Regions from separate parts of the Pan troglodytes genome. Here region 1 is linked to region 2. Evidence: chromatin contacts called from public Hi-C data. All regions are on one chromosome and are shown on one strand. The core of a region is the stretch at or near the end of the contact, and the rest is flanking DNA. Distances in the headings are between cores, read along the strand shown. Region 1 overlaps ARNTL (aryl hydrocarbon receptor nuclear translocator like). Region 2 has its middle 62 kb from the start of ARNTL.

The links. A called contact is a pair of places that touch in the nucleus more often than the background predicts.
Region 1: a Hi-C map of stem cell-derived neural progenitor cells shows a contact between it and region 2, with 2.9 times the contacts expected there. The contact joins two enhancer-like sites. A contact is called at or near these places in 3 of 7 Hi-C or Micro-C datasets (induced pluripotent stem cells and stem cell-derived neural progenitor cells) and 1 of 1 other capture datasets (stem cell-derived neural stem cells).

What each region holds. Positions count from the first base shown.
Region 1 is chr9:17,477,107-17,481,321 of NHGRI_mPanTro3-v2.0_pri, reverse strand. The region is part of intron 2 of ARNTL (aryl hydrocarbon receptor nuclear translocator like); the gene reads right to left. Among named protein-coding and RNA genes, the nearest start is that of ARNTL, 53 kb to the right of the region's middle. Within about 2 kb of position 2,496, at least 6 of the 24 cell types and tissues checked have an H3K27ac peak or open chromatin away from gene starts, as enhancers often do. A contact at or near this core is called in stem cell-derived neural progenitor cells, where this site is marked.
Region 2 is chr9:17,362,515-17,366,696 of NHGRI_mPanTro3-v2.0_pri, reverse strand. No RefSeq gene overlaps it. Among named protein-coding and RNA genes, the nearest start is that of ARNTL, 62 kb to the left of the region's middle. Within about 2 kb of position 1,481, at least 6 of the 24 cell types and tissues checked have an H3K27ac peak or open chromatin away from gene starts, as enhancers often do. A contact at or near this core is called in stem cell-derived neural progenitor cells, where this site is marked.

The DNA of each region.
Region 1 (4,215 bases), core at 1,247-3,746, 110 kb before region 2:
GCCGAGTCACACACAGGAAAAGTTGCTAGAACACAGTGAAATGTTCAAGAGCAAGAAGTAAGAGAGAGAAAGAGGAGAATCTGCCTTTTGAAAATTGGTTCAGAGCTGGGGCAGCCTCCATCATGAAATAGTGTTACCTTTATTAACTATAGAAATAATTTTAAAACTAGAAACTATTTTACCAACAAGAAAAATTGCTAGCTTGTACTGAAATTATAATCCAGATCCAAGAAAAAAATGAAATTTCCAAACTAAAGCTCATCAGCCATTTTCCAAGTATTTCCTGTGCACTTGTTACTGCAAATTTATATGTTCTCAACTCTGAGAACTCGAAAGCAGGTAAGTGGCTGTAGGTATCAAAGATTAGGAAAAACAAATATGTGTAGGTGACCTTGGGGACATTCTGTGTACACATTAATTGTTTGCTATCTGACAACACCTGGCACCATGTTTGAGAACCACTGTCCAGTCTGGCTAGGAACTCCCTGGGCAGGAAGATCAACCATCTCTTCTCAGAAAGAATGGATTCAATAACCCAAGGGCTTCAGCTTTGGATCCCAGCTGCTGGATCTGCCCACAGCCCTGATTCCTCCCTCCCCACCTCTGACCTTCTCTGTAGTAGGTGGTTCACATCCTAGCATGTCACTGTCTTTTACTCTCTGGTTGGTTGTCTGTCTGTAGCCAAATCCTAGTACGTCTTCCTCATCTGTAATCACTCCCCATCGCTTGTTCCTCTCCATGCTAGCTGCTACAACCTTAGTTTAGGCCCAGACCAACCCCGCCTGGCCTCTTCGCATCCTCTAAAACCCCTGGCCTTTGGTATCCCAACAGGTGACTTCTCCAGAGGCTTTCACAGTTTGCCCTTCCTAGCAAAGTTTTCCCTACGTCCCTCTGCCCCTTCCAGCCTCAGAAAGAGAAGTAACTCCCCAAAGCCCACTCTGGCTTAGGCACTGTGCCTGACATGCAGCCCAGGGCAAGAAAGAGATAGAGGTTCACCACACAGGCTGGCACCAGTCCACTGATATTGGCTACCAGAATGCTACTCAAAGATACAGAGGCTCAGAAAAAACCCAGAATAATGATCAGTTATTATTCTTCTACCAGGGGTGGGGCCAGAGCATTGGGAACATAGCACTCATGCCACCCACTTGCTTTCCCAGAAAAGGGCAGGGTACTCCAGGGAACTTGGGATTGCCTGTCTCTGGCCTGTGCCCTGGTCCTATGCTCCCTTTGGTATTCCTATGAAATCACCTCAACAATCCATTCCCAGGGCTCCTCCAAAGTTGCAATACTTATCTTCACTGCCTCCTACCACCCACCACTGCATCGTACTTACCTTCCCACTAACACATGGCAAATGTACTGCACCTTTTTCCATTAGAAAACTTTATAGCGTCTCTATAAGCTTTTCCCAAGTGGGTCAGAGAGCAACTGACGTTACCCTTACTTTGCTATCCAAATAGATTCCAAAATTCCCCACTCTCATTTTCTCTACCACTCAACAAATCTGTTATATACACATATCTTGGTCTGCTTATGCATGGGCTAATTGTTTGGCCATCTTCATGCCTGTGTCTTCTAAGACTGTGAACCCCTGAAGGGTATCTGTTTAATACAGTAGCTCCAGTGAGCACAGCAGGGCACTGTCAAGAAAAGCACAGAGACTGCCGCCCCAGCCCACCTCTGCCATGACTCTTAATGGGACCCTAGGCAAGTCACTCCCTTGCCTAGGCCTCTGCTTCCCCACCTACAATGAGATATACTTAAAACTAGTGTCTCTCTGAAGGCCTATCTTGTAGCTCTAGTACACTACAACGACACAGGCAAAAAAGCACTGGGTTTATGTCTCTTCATGACTACGTGAGCAATAATCACTCAGGGTTAGGCTCAGCAAGATATCACAATACTGTGCCTTTGAGTGGCACAGAACTGCCATTGCAATGTGTGAAAACTCTAAAGTGGCTATTTAGTGCAATGGGATGGATGTTTGTGCAGCTAAGTATAATGGACAATGAAGAATGATTTTATCTCCTTTTGAGAACATAAGTATACTATTCTATATTTATCCCTCCCATCTCCTAATTTAGACAGGGAAGAACTTTTTCTGATCAGCACCCACTTGCCAATAATTTCGCTCTACATCTAAATGGAGAACAGGAGTCATATAAGTTCACAGATTGAATGGATGGTTGATTTACGAAGCCCTTGAAATGTGGCTGCAGGCCGATGCTGGCAACCCCATAATTAGATATGGCATGCTCTGCAATGATGTATTTTTTAACTGTTTTTTAATAACTCAGTTCTCCTTCTGGGATGAGGAGAAAAATGGAATTTGTTAAAAATAAATCGAGATTTTAGTGGCTTTTCAGCCTTCTGCTGCTTGTTGCTCAAAATATTCTATAAATAAGAGAAGCCCTGCCCTATAGTGCACTGTAAACACCCACAGACACTCACAGCCAAATTCTTCCAATTATGACCCTGTGCCTGTTGCCAAGCTACTGCAAGGACCTACTTGAAAGGCAGCCATCTAGGCCATTTCCTGATTAAGCTGCCCTGTAGCAAGGAATCAAGGCCTGCTGCTTTGGCATTGTATCTAGTCTCAAATAATTACTCCGTGTTCCTGAAATTAAGCCCTTTCCTTGTGATAGAATTACAATTCAGAGGTAAGTGAAAGGCTAACCACTCACCCATCTGTCCGTCTGCCTAAGTCGTGTGTGCATTTAAGACCCTGAGCTGTCACATGTTAGACTTTATTTAAATCAGGTAGCAGAAGTGCACTCACAACAGCATCTTTAATTGCACTGAGCAAATCAAGGTCAAACAAAAGGAGGTCAACTATCGACATGACAGGTGAGTCAGATGCAGCCTGCCTTTCTGTTCAGTGGCTTCCTGACTCATCAGTTTGGATCACCGTTGCCCAGCCCAGCAGGCTGAAATGGTCATTTAAAAATCCATACCGTACCCCAAGAAGGCAATGCAGTTATGTCAGGTGTAGGGCTTACTGCTCTGCCGTTCAAATGCCAGTGTGTGAGTTGGAACTGCCCCGACCTCTGGGCTTCCACGCAGCCTCAACAAGCCATTGAAGAACTGCATGCAGAGAATCAGGAGATGACAGTGTGCCACATTCTCGCTGAGAGAAACTACTTCCAGCTCCTTAGAAACCAGAATGTTCAAAGCAGCAATGGAGCAAAATGGGCTCTGGCTGGAAACTAATCACCCCCCACCTCCCACCATGAGGTTTTCATGTCAGCCCAACTGGGTGAGTGTTCAAGAGAAGTGTCGTCCATATTGGCCCTGAGACCTTCAAAACGTCCTGTGACATGGCTCCTGTCCCAGGAACTCACTCTCTAAATGGGAAGCCCATTAATGAACAAGAGAACTAATATGTGGTCAGATTTTCCAAACTCAAAATTGAGACCTATATACTTGGAGGGGCAGTGTTTTTAAAAGTAGGAGTCCTGGAAAACTTGGGACCGGGGGCATCACAAAGCATTGAGCTCTTCAGGGAGGGTTCTGCTGGCCATCCGACGTGAAGGGGTCCTTCCTGTGACTCTCATGCTACCCCTGGGTTCTAATTTCTTAATAACTGAAGTGATCTTGTGTTCTTGTGCCTCCTCTGATTAGAATGTGAGCACCATGAGAGCGGAGACCCTCTCTGTCTTGCTCTTGACTGGTTCCATATCAACTAGAACAGTGACCGGCTCTTAGTAGGTGCTCAATTCATATTAACTGAAAAAAAGCAAATACACACCAGACTCTCAGAAAACCATTATTTATACCAATCTCCTTCAATCCCTACAGCAGTATTATGAGGTAAAATAATTAGATCTCCCATTCAATGAGAAAAATCAAGGCTCAGAGAGGGCGTGTGTTTTGCCCAGGGCTGCATCTAATAAGTGACAGAAGTGGAATTCAAAACCAGGTATGGAGCATTATGATCCTCCCTTTGTAATGAGTGTCTATTATTTTGTATAATTTAGAAAAAGCAAAAATGAAAACTCTGGAGGAAAAACTGCTCATCAGAAACAGCTTTATATCAACTAATCTTATCTGTGATGAATTCAGTTCTGGCACCCAAAATCCAAGTTCCATTTCCATCTACAGAGGACACTGGCAGCATAGCTACAGCAGGAGAAAGGATTCTGGGGCCTTCCTTATGAAAGGATTCTGTTCCTTTCTTTCTGCGGGGCCTCAAAAGCCAGGCAGGGAGTGGAG
Region 2 (4,182 bases), core at 232-2,731:
CGGATTGGTATCTGAGCATTCTAACTATAGAGCTTACACTCTGATCCTCCAGTCACACTGTTTAGATAAGAATGATAACATTTGGGGGACATTTAGGGGAAACAAAGGACTAGACAAACCACCTTGGGAGGCTGGTCTCATTTTTATCCCCTTTTTGCCAATAAAAACAAGCCTTAAGTCATGCCCAAGAAAGGAAAAGGGTCTGGATCCATGTCCTCAGACTCTCAGATACTGTTCTCTACTCCCAGCGTATGTGCTCATTAGATATCTATAAAATAAATATATGAATAAAATAAAGGAAGGAGAGAGTGGGTGAAGGAAGAAGAAAGGAGGAAGAGGAAAAAAGAAGGAGCAAAGGAAATAAAGGAAGGGAAATCAAATAGAATACTGCACTCAGCTATCTCTTAAACTCAATCAAAGCTGGCTGGTAATGCAAATATTGTAATTCACACAATGTACTGAGTGAACATTTTGAAAGAAGACTCTAGGAGTGAAAGCTTTAAATCAAATGAAGCTTCATTAATGTGAAACATCAGAACATCACAAGCTGATGGGGAAGTGCTTGAGAATAGCAAGGACTTCCCAGACCCCAGGTATAGAAGTCAGCAATAGATTTACTCCTGCAAGTCTGATACAATTTCTTGGAATAGCAAATTACATGAACTGTTGGTTACTTCAAAATCACCCGCAACCAAGAGGTACCTTCTTTTAAAGCATTTCTTGGTGTTTGCTTGTCCTTAAGCTACACCATTAACCTCCTCTATTATTCTGTGACCCAAATGGATCATCAAGATGAATGAAAACTCTAATTTTTTCACGGGGATTTTCCTTTTTTTGGTCCTATAGACACCGTGTGTGTCTGTGTGTGTGCATGTGTGGGTATTTTCTGTGTTTCTCTGTTGCTGCCTGCCTCAGGAAGAGACACTTTCTGCAAGGTAGGCAGCCCTGCTGGCGGTACTTTTCTTAGGTTAATCAAGCCATGCCTTGTGGATTTTTCTACCACAGACAGGAAGGCCTCAGTTTAGCATATTGACAGTAACCATATTTTCCAAACCCCAAATAGGGGCAGGGTGTCTGACCAAGGACGGAGTTCTGCTTATGAATGTAGTCATATGAACTTCTCAGCAAGGCACAGAAATGACATCATCTGTCATTAGCCATTTTATGAATTGCCTTTATAGAAGGTAAAATGGCAGGACATTGGGTGCACCCAAGGGCGCAGCAGCTAGCGGCCCTTGGACCCCTCTCTGGAGTCAGTGATCTTTGTGGATCTTTAAGGATAGCCAGTGATCTTTAAGAAAGTTCAGTCCCAGACAGGGGGCCTCTCTGCCCCACAGACAGAGCTGGCTTTGGTGACATTGCTCAGGATCCCTGTGGTTATGAGCTCACCCTCGGGCCGCCGGCTGGTCTGCTGCAAGCTGCCAGCCTCTTGGGCAGTGAGTCAGCCATGGGCTGTCACTCCATCCTGCTAAGCCTCGGAACCCTCAGAAACCTCCCCAAACCCAGCACTGCAGCCTGGAGCACCACAGGGAAGCCTGCCCTGCCCAGCCCCACGGCCGTCCCAGCTTCCCTTTGCTCTGGTCCCTGGCAGGCAGGGAAGCAGCACTGGATGATCAGAATTCAGGGCATTGTTGAGAAGCCCCCTTGTCACACCCACAGCAATCCCACCCCCACCAGAGGAGGCTGCTGAGCTTGAAGGGGACTTGCCGGCACACACAGTGTTTCTTTGAAACACTCCAGAGATTTCACTGAATTAACCTCCTTTGTCCTTCACAGGATTCCAGTGAAATTAGTCAGCCTTAATGGGGAGCATCTCATCCTACTTCCCTTTCTGCCTGGGAGTACACCCACTAGCTTCTCCCTCCAAACCCTTTGTTTTTCAGCTCTCGATGGCTCTTAGGTCTATGAGTTAACTCTCACGGGACCACAATGAATGCTGAGGCAGAGGCCGGGGAATGTGCATTGAGGAGCGTTTACACATTTTATCCCACTGAATCTTCACCATTGACCTCAGATAGGAATTTTTTTTTTTTTGAGACCGAATTTTACTCTTGTTGCCCAGGCTGGAGTGCAATGACGCCATCTCCGCTCACTGCAACCTCCGCCTCCCGGGTTCAAGCGTTTCTCCTGTCTCAGCCTCCCAAGTAGTTGGGATTATAGGTGCGCACCGCCACACCCAGCTAATTTTTGGTATTTTTAGTAGAAACGGGGTTTCACCATGTTAGCCAGGCTGGTCTCAAACTCCTGACCTCTGGTGATCTGCCCACCTTGGCCTCCCAAAGTGCTGGGATTACGGGCGTGAGCCACCCAGCCCGGACATCAGGTGGGAATTTTTATCCCCTTTTCTAGATGAAGAAACTGAGGATCAGACAAATTATGTAGCTCGTTCAAAGTCATAAAACTTGTAAGTGGATCAGAGATTCAAATTTGAGTCCATGTGACTTTTTCACCCCTGCTAATTCTATTAACCAACAAATTGGCAAAGGAGCTGCTTGGGGAAAATCTCTTTCTCACAATATTTTTGATTTTTTTTTTGTAAAAAATTAAAAATTTCTTCCCAAAGCCCTTCACTTTAGGAAAGCTTCTAATTGACTCCATGACTCAGTTCTCAGTCATGGAGTGATGGAGTGATGTTTGACAATGTCATGACACAGTGTTACAAACTGCAGGCAGGGTGCGGTCACCCGCTTGACCAAGCATCATACCAGTGGGGATAATGCAGAGATCCTACAGAAAGATGACCATCAGGCCCATTACATTTGCTTTCAATCTTTTACGTTCAAAGAATAGTCACTTCCCAAGTTGATCCCATCTACCTGCCCCTCCACCCGCGCTGCCTGACCTCCTTCTTGAGCTCTTCTACCCTGGCCTCCAGTTTCTCTCCCCTGTGCTCTTTTGCCCATACCCTTCTTGCTGGAATTTTCCAAACCAAAGTGTACCTATATAACATCATCTTCTGCTTAAAAACCTTCCGTGGCTCCCAAACCTATGGGAAAATGTCAAAACCCTTCAGTGGATCCTACAAGGTCCTTCTCACTTGGCCTCTTGCCCAGCACCATCTTCAGATGTTTCCCTCTGTGCACAAGGTACAACAGGCTGGCTGGCCCTAAGGACACCACACACCCCTCTGCTCTCTAAGCCACTGCAGAATGTGCACCAGTCTCCAACTGGGTAATACTTTTTCAGGCCTCAAAGCCTCAGTAGATAATCTTTCTTCTACCTGGAATGGCCTTCTCTCCAGGTCTGAATGCCAGCCTCCCTCAAGAGCCAGCTCAAATGTCAGCTCTTCTGAGAAGATATGCATTCTCCAGGACCCATGTTGGGGATGTGGACTGTGCTCCCATCACACTGAATTAGTGTCTGTCTTCCCCGGAGGCCAGCAGCCCTCAACGACAGTGGCAGGATTCACTGGTGTGTTGCACTCAGGCCTGAACTGTGTAGCAAGGAATTCACACTATTAATAGTAAAAGCACCAAAGTTTTCAAATGAGCTGCTTTTGTTATAAACTGGAGTGGATTCAAGGTTATTCTTATAATAACGTCATTTTCACTCACTTGCATGTTTTCCTGAGTGGGCGAGAAAGGGGTGGGGTTGCAGCTAGCTTGCTAATTGTTCCAAATGTTAAAGAGAAAAGATTAAGAAAGGATGAACAGCTCTCGAGATACATTAGTGGGCTGTGGATAATATGTAATACATTAGAGGTGCTCTATTCTCTGCATAGAGAATGTCTTTATCTGTGTGTGTATGTGTGTGCACATGCTTGTGTTCGGGGCAGGAGTGTTTAAATGTTCATGTGTTACCAAAAAATCCCCAGGCGAGAGCAGCAATTATTCATACCACACTGAACATTAACGAAGATTAAGATGGAACCATGTGGAAAATACCTGATGTCCTGTTAAGAGGGGGGAAAAGGCAAATCTCAAACTATGTGTACGTTATAAGTACCTTACATAAAAAGTCAATTCAAATCTGGAAGGAAGGCAAGCTAAGAAACAATGAAGCTCTGACTTGTAAGATAGTAGGATTGTGGTAAGGTTTTTTAAATTTCACTGAGCATTATCTCCATGTTATTATAGACTCAGCTTCTTGAGTCTACCATCACCTGGGCTGTGTAGGTGGTCAGCAGTCCTAAGGCTGTTTTCAATCTGTCTAGCTTTGATGTTCCTAGAGCTTCCTGGAGTA